Regions from separate parts of the Ostrinia nubilalis genome. Here region 2 is linked to region 1. Evidence: chromatin contacts called from public Hi-C data. All regions are on one chromosome and are shown on one strand. The core of a region is the stretch at or near the end of the contact, and the rest is flanking DNA. Distances in the headings are between cores, read along the strand shown. Region 1 holds the start of LOC135078504 (enhancer of split mbeta protein-like). Region 2 holds the start of LOC135078510.

Region 1 (4,098 bases), core at 567-3,066:
TAAATATCTTTTTCAGGTACATATTTTAGGATAGGGACTAGATATAATTCTGAATTATACTTAAGTAATCTTTATTTCCTCCGAACTTTATTGCATTATTATATGTTTAGTAGGATTATTTATCGTTTTTATTTATGTGTGATTCTATAATTTTAATGTAATTTTGTCCTCCACTTTACCTACTTGCTAGATAAATGTATGTGCCTATTAACGATTTTCCTGAAAATATTTGGTTTTGGATAAAAAAAATCTCTTTTAGTTTGGCGCCAATTTTGCGTTTACTTCAATGACTAATTCGCGATTCCCTTCTTCAAACATCTAATAGAACGTTGGCACATTAGCCCTATCATTAGTCTCCGTTTGCACAATTAACTAGACCGCTTACTTACCGTCATCGTTTACATACAATGCGCTGTGCAATGTATCATTCATGACAGCGTGCGTAGTATCGCGCGGACATGCGAGTACGTAAACAGGAAAGTTCCCATCCGAGCGCGCGCGGCGTGTCATAGGTGCATGCCCTTAACCTCCTTAGCTATTTGTTGACATTTCAACAGTCTTCATTTCATGTGTTTTCGTCTTCAGTTTATTTCGGGCACATGATAACTCTCTTATCAGTGACCTTAGCTCTTCGCGTGCCACCGATTTTTCATAATAATTCTTTATCTTATTGTTTACTTATTTTAGGCACTTGTTTTTGGTACTGTGTTACATGTGTGTGTGTATTTGAGTTTTTGTATACCCATTGTGTTATCAAACTTAGTGTAAAAAGGTGATAATTGAAATGCAGAAATAGAGTTAGAAATAATATATTTTTCATTAACTTATTCTCTTCTTGTTCACAATTCGTGAAATCTTTTCAACGATAAAAATATAACAATGCGACCTCAGTAAGGCTCGATACAACATTTCTTATACAATAATAATTATTACTCTTTAATATCACAAATAGTCTTATAGGCTACTTTTATTAAAGCTTCTTGTTCAACTTACGAACTATTTTCCCTACACTAATTTATCGTGAGATCTGGTCATCTTCAACTTCACATGAGCAACACTGAACTTGGATCAGGGTGGACACATTGAGGAGCGGCGGCTCCGAACGGCGCTAAACAGATGTGACCGCGGAGCCGGCCCCCTGACCCGGGGCTGCGGCTTACCACGGCCTCCACACTGCTGGGGCCTTGGTGAAGGTCGCGCTGGTCGTGCAGTCCAGGGGCGTGTGCATGTGCACGGGCGACGCCGGCGGAGACGGGCTCACGTATCCAGAGGATGATGAGGAGGTCGACAGAGCGGGGCTGGGTGGGCTCGCTGGCGGCGTGTCAGATCCCGCGGCAGCGCGCTGCATATCGTTCAGCTTGTGTCCAAGATGTGTCATCAGCTGAGTTCCCAACCTCACGTCCACTCCAGGAATGGAAGCCAGGCAGCGGGACACTTCGTTTGCGGCGTGAGTAAATCCAGCACGGAAGCGGTCGGCGTCCACAGTCGGGTTGAGTGACAGGCGACGCTGGCGGCGAAGTTTGTGCAGATGACGAACGGTCAATTCCAGAATATCAGCTTTCTCCAGTTTAGCGACGTTTTCGCCTTCCGACTGAAGGGCGCTGACCATCAGCTCCTTGAGTTCATCGAGGCAGCGGTTGATGCGAGCGCGGCGTTTGCGCTCGAGCATCGGCTTCATCACTTTGCGATATTGGTAAGTGCGCGAGACGGGCTGCGGGCCGTCGTCTGCGAGCGAGTAAGCGATCTCGTAAGACATGGTTGAGTGTTGTGAGTGCGTGTGTTTGCGTTGAGCGTTGAACGCGGAATGCGGTTGGCGCGCCGGGCGGGGGTTTATATAGGGAGCGGATCGTGGGAACGCACGGAGTTGCCGAGTTCCCACACGCGCCACCTGTGCTGGCCGAGCAGCTGCCGGCGGGGCGCGGGGACCACGAGCGCCCGCGCGTGCGCGCCGTAAACAATCGCCGGCGCGGGCGCACGCCGCGACGCCTGCCGCGCACAATTCACTCAATCTATGTCGCTACCGATCGCCTAGGTTAGGAGCGCGGATTAGAAAATCTAGCGCTGTGTTTTAGTGCGTGGGTTTAGAATTTAGAGGTAGAGTGTTGACTCTACCGTGTCTTGTTCACTACTAATGTTGAATATTCAATCGTGAAGATCTGATGCCTTACGATTAGTCACTTCTATCAATTTTCCTTAAGAAATATTTATGTAGGTAAACATTTAAGTACCTCTTATTTTTAATAGGTGACAAGGTTTTGTAAAACTGAGCGAAATAGATTTTTGGCTCTACGAATTTCGTAGCAGATTCGTAGGCCTGCCGTAGCAGACTTAATACTTTCTAAGCGGCTTATTTCTTCATTCTTCTAATTGATGCGGGTCTAATTATTACTGTGTCGCAAGCGAGTCGGATGATAAATCAAGCCGCGGTAGCACAATGGTCGCCTCAATTTGTGTCCAACTGGCTACTGTTCAATCAATCACGGATTATGCGTTGTAATAATTATTGACAGATGAAATTGCTGACCGATCCCGCCCTAGATAGGAACTCACTTAATGATTGGCCTGAAATAAAGAGCTGTTATGAGTACGTGCGTAAAGGATTATAATGATAGGATTATTTTGATTGACTTTGGATTAGAATTATGAATAATTTGTATTAACATAATAATGTATTACAGTGCTAGTAAACACACTTCTTGTGGGTTACTGACTTTAAAAGAGCACATTAATTATTTTTCTGAAAACATTAGATCACATTTGGGTATGTTTAGCGCCAAAATGATTCGGGTCAAACTTAGCTCTAACCAATTAACATTAGGATTTTTCCATGGACTTAGAACTTAATGAAAGTCAACATGTCACGTCGATACCATAACAGCTGTGTGCGTGTTTAATTGGGCGTACTTATGTGTGCGTAACGCGAGCGCCGGCGCCGGTAGCGGATGGAACCGAGAGTACACGCTTCAGACAATACTGTTATTGTTAATGCTATATTAACACTCGTGGGATTTATAACAAGTCATGTAAGAGGTGAATGTTATGGCTGGAGATTTTTATGTTTGATATAGAGACTGATAAAATATAAACCTCATACTTTTTACTTGATCAATCAAATTCGCTATAGCTTGAAAAGTACCTATTTTTATATTCTTGACGTCAATGCTATAAACGGTCAACGCCGGTTCTAGTAGGCCATAATAGGTAGAGCCCCACGAATAGAGCTCAACAGTCAATTTTAATTTTATCAAGTATTTATGCTAAATCGTATTGACGTAGATCGTCTAATATCGGATCTGTTTTTACATTTCTAAAAACTATCCACGTTCAAAGTCCATGTTCTTTTATTTACAACTATGTTTCCTTATTCATGTCATTGCATATGATTTTCGTCAACATGACTGGCTTTATAGAAGGTGACGTAGATTATACTTAGGTATTATCTATTTTTAATCTGATATAGATATTTCACAGTCCTAATTTAAAAAAAGAGAGTTTTACATCAATCATTTAAGGGGTAACCTTAATTGTACGCAGGATTTTATAAGGCGCGTGGGTTGCGCCTACGCACCTCGGGCGACACCCGATAACTGTTTTTTCTCCGTAAACACCCACATTAACACTCTGGAGTTATCTCAATTTATTATTATGGGACATGGGATTAGTGATGTACTGAACCAACTAATCGATGATAGCTCTACAAATAAGATGGAAGACAACGAACTCTGAAAACAAAAAAGAAATGTTATCATTTAAACTACGACGTTATATTACGATAGTTGGACAATGTAGGTTGTAAACATATTATATTTTTAAATGTTAGGTACACTTTGTTATCTCGAAAATGCAAATACGTAATTTGTATAAAACTTGATTGTAAACAATTAGTATTTCTCCCAAAACATCTTTGATTTGGTTTCATTGGGGTCAAGCAGTCATCTTAGCTATAAATTGCAGTGGTGGGACTAGGAGTGTAGGGTAGACTTTAAAAACTCCTTACAGAGAATACAACGGTCTTTACATTACTGTTTAGATCAATAAGTTTTATTTAAGGGTTAGTATACCATCTATCTCATAGTATTACAATTTTCTAAACAAATT
Region 2 (4,028 bases), core at 481-2,980, 160 kb after region 1:
CGGCCCACCAGCGGATGAGGACAAGTGGCGCCCCTGGTGAAACACGCTCGCCAATCAATGTGATATTATTAGTATCTTCCATGACAAAGCTTTAATTTGTTTTAACTTATGTATGTTTATGTAACGTATTGTTTACACTCGTGCCTTAATTAAGTTTGTGTTTTAGGTTATGCTAGTATGTAGTATTTTAATTTCAAATTCTATTTATGTGCCATTTGTTTGATCTCGATGCCTTTTTATGAAAATATCAAGCTTATTTTACTAAGTCTTCCAATTGTGAACAATGACTGTATGTGACGCAAAGCAAAATTGTTATAGTAAGCGCAAATAAAAAATATAATTTAATAAATAATATTTCGGAACAGATCATTATTTTTTATTTCATAATAATAATACCTATCGACTGATGCCATACTCCAGTAGTAATAATATTAACATGATTAAGTAACAGCTAGATACTTTCCTTATACCTAATTACCTAATAGTCCTACATAATGTAGAGTAAGTAGGTACACTACCTACCTACTATACCTTTATTTTCCTTATTACTGAATGCAATCAATATGATAAAAAGAACCTTATCTGACCGCAGATTAAAAAGTACCTATGCTTATTCTTCAATGTTCAAAATATCTTCTTGACACATTTTATAACCTTATGGGTAAAAAAACAAATCAAAATTCTTTAGCTATATTTTTCAAGAAATTACGTACGAGTAGTATAGGTACATGCCTACTTACATAATTTATCCTGCCTGCTTATACCTACTCGTATCTAAATTGCTGCATTATTAAAGTTATAATAAAAGTAACTAAAATTGAATACCTCCATGAGTCCATGAACGCCCAGCCCAGATATTAAAATTTTAGCTACAAGCTGTTCTCTACTATTGTAGTAAGTTAGAAATGTAGGTTTTAAAAGGAATATTAACTTTATGGTTTTAAATTCACAAAACAATACGCTATTGGTAGAACTGTCAAAAGCTAGTTCTCAATACTCAATACTCAATATGTTTATTGCTATAGATACATATAGAAAAATATTAGAAAGAAAGAAAAAATATTTATTCGATGCAAGTACAAAATAAATACATTAATTTAATAGGATAGGTACCTATGTCTAATAAAATTCATTTCTACGTGAGGATGCTTTGGTGGCGCGAAAATGTGAAGCTTTTTCATTACTAATCGCGACATCTTTCGTTGAAAATATGAAACGTACACTGCCATCTATTGTTGACTACAAGAAGTATCAGCGATCCACAACTTGCAATTAAAAGCATATAAGTACACTATGCTTAAACTAGCAGTGGAAAACAAGACATTTCGTTTAGCTTACGAAAGACAGATGTCACTATTGGCGTGCTTTGAAAGCATGGTTATTAACTATAATACTCACCGATAGATGTCTGTATAATATTATTATTTTTATCATTTGTTTCTTCAGGACGTTTTAACATTTTTATGTTTTGATTAATAATATCATATTTTAATTAATTATACTTATGAGAAATAAAGTGACTTTAACCATAATTATTCCATTTGATCACTGGAATAAACATCAAACTATTTATACCGTGTATGTACATTTATTATAATAAACTTTGATTAATGATTCTACTCACCGCTAGATGGCGTTAGACGTCTTCAGTGATGAACCGTTTTCGCCCGCCATTCGTGTTTTTGTTTACTCTTAGTAGTAAGCGTAGATTGTGGTAGAGGGGCGGGCACAACCCAAGCAAATCAAATTCATTCATTCATTGCCGCGCAGGCCTGACAGGACAGTCGTCGAACGCGACTGGTTGTGAACGAACAATGTAATGAGGCGCGCGCGTTTAACGAACTTTTTCGACGTTTAAAAAACGATTTGACAGTTACATTTTGAGTTGTTTTGATTAGTTTGACAACGACCATTGAAGTTTTGGATTTACAGAGCTGTGATAATTGTGATGTTATGATTGTGGTGTTGTGATCATTGGTAAAATGTTGTGAGATGCTCGTGGGGGAACAGTCGCCGGCACCACGAGTGGTGGCCGGATTGAGGAAGTTGAACCCTGAGTTGACCCCGGGCCCAGTGCCGACACCAGCTGATCCAAATTTGAGGATATCAGGTCAGTTCATGAATTAATATCGTTCATGTCTAGCCGATACGTTATTGTTTACATTATCATACCTACCTAATACGTTATTTAGGTTACCTACTTAAATAACTTAAGTTCATGCTGTGGTTTTTGTCGGGAGCTGAAAATTACACTCTATAATTAATTGTCTTTAAAAAGTAAATGTTATCTTTTACAAGACAACATTTTACTTACGTTGATAAGAGAGAGTTTAGAGACAGTAGAAGAGAATCAAACTAGAATCTATGGTACAGCCTTAGATTAATAAAGCGGTACAGCCTTAGATCTATCTAAGGGTACAGCCAAATGCCAAAAATACCAAAATTACCTACCTACCTTCCATTCTGACTGGTCAGTGGTCAATTCAAATTAATCTCATAACTAGCTGACTTCTTCCCTCTCGAGTTAAAAGAATCGTGTTCACTACTAAGAACAGATAGGTATTAGGTAACCTACATTTAAAACAATTTTATTCTAATTATCTTACATTTACTTACTAGGACATTTAAGTAATTTTTACATAATAAGTAGATATTAACCAAACCTCCTCTTACTAACCTAATTATTGTTTATAAGATAACAATAGCCTATAATTTATTATCACAAATAGGTAATTTGAAAAACCCAGTAGGTAGTGCGTGTGCTTCAATCAACATAAATGCGCTGGCCTAGACTTGAAAAACACCTGGCGTGACCAGAAGTCAATTCGCCGGACAAAAAAATAATTAGGTCTATTAGGGACTCGCGGGCGAACGAATAAACCCTTTGTAAAATGCGTGTTCACTTCTAATTTTTTTGGTAAAGGTCATTGACCTCAAACTTGATCCATCTCTCCTTTACTGAAAACCGGTTAATTAGTTAAAATTGTTTTTGCAATATTCTAGCAATGCTTTATGACTGGCAAATATTGCTATGAAAAGCTTTATTAGTTTGCTATAAAAATATGGAATTCAATACTCAAAATGTCCAATTAGGTAGCTATTATCTTCAAAAGACTGGACTTTGATTGTTAGTGAGTAAAAAAAACACATGCATTGTCAGCATGATGTTAAACTGTGTAGTTATCTTATATGTTTTACCTCCTCTATCTACCCGACTCGTTAATATTCAAGAAACCATTATGTTATCTTTTAAAACGTGAAAATTGTAGTATTTTAATACCGAAACCATAAATTGTTCGGGTCCATTAGTCCAGTCAATAAAGCATTATAGATGGAAAACCGTGGAACACAATTTTTGACTTCGGGACTTTATTTAGACTAGTTAGGAGATGAACATAGCAAAAGTCCCCGCCCTTAGCCCTTGAGCCGGCGGGGAGAGGGGGGTTTAAAGGTACCACTTTTCGGTTTTTCGCTTAATCCTCGGAAACTATGCGTCCTAGTGACATGACTACTATGAACCAAAAAAAGCTTATTCAATTTGCTACAGGTAAGATAGTCAAGTTTTTCTATAAATTGTATAGTTTTCGCGGCATCTGCTCTAGAAGGTCTGTAATATTGGAAATTTTGTTTTTGTCTTACATGTTCCCATCAGGAGAAAATCGACTAAATCAACATTTAACAATCATTCAAGACATGCGGGAGCATGTTAAGCCTAGTTCCAGGGAGGGGACTGCACCGTGCGTATATTTAGATGAACCACTTTGAGCCCCTTTTGACTGCTCATCACTCAAAAACTACTGTGCATTAACACTTCAAATTTGGCTCATGTGTTGAGACTTGCAAGATATACATCAGCTTCAAATTTCATAAATATGCCTCAAACGATTCTTGAGGTATTGACGTCCAAAAATCTACATGTCTGACCTATAGACCAAATTCTAACCACTTCCAGATGACCTCGAAGGTTCAAATTTGGCATCTAGAGAGGTAGTTATGTAAATACAAAGGAACAAATAAAAAACTAGTAA

The links. Hi-C and Micro-C count contacts between places; a contact is called where the count stands out from the background.
Region 2: a contact with region 1 is called in a Hi-C map of whole larva, with 4 times the contacts expected there. The contact joins the promoter of LOC135078510 here to the promoter of LOC135078504 in region 1. A contact is called at or near these places in 2 of 5 Hi-C or Micro-C datasets (whole body and whole larva).

Annotation. Positions count from the first base shown.
Region 1 is chr15:10,902,222-10,906,319 of ilOstNubi1.1, forward strand. It overlaps LOC135078504 (enhancer of split mbeta protein-like), which reads right to left and starts at 1,817. Exons shown (of 1, transcript XM_063973045.1): 1 at 794-1,817. The coding sequence starts at 1,756. The coding sequence ends at 1,157.
Region 2 is chr15:11,057,456-11,061,483 of ilOstNubi1.1, forward strand. LOC135078510 reads left to right here and starts at 1,731. Exons shown (of 3, transcript XM_063973051.1): 1 at 1,731-2,110. The coding sequence starts at 1,993. It overlaps LOC135078509 (transcription factor HES-4-A-like), which reads left to right. Exons shown (of 3, transcript XM_063973050.1): 3 at 1-367. The coding sequence ends at 40.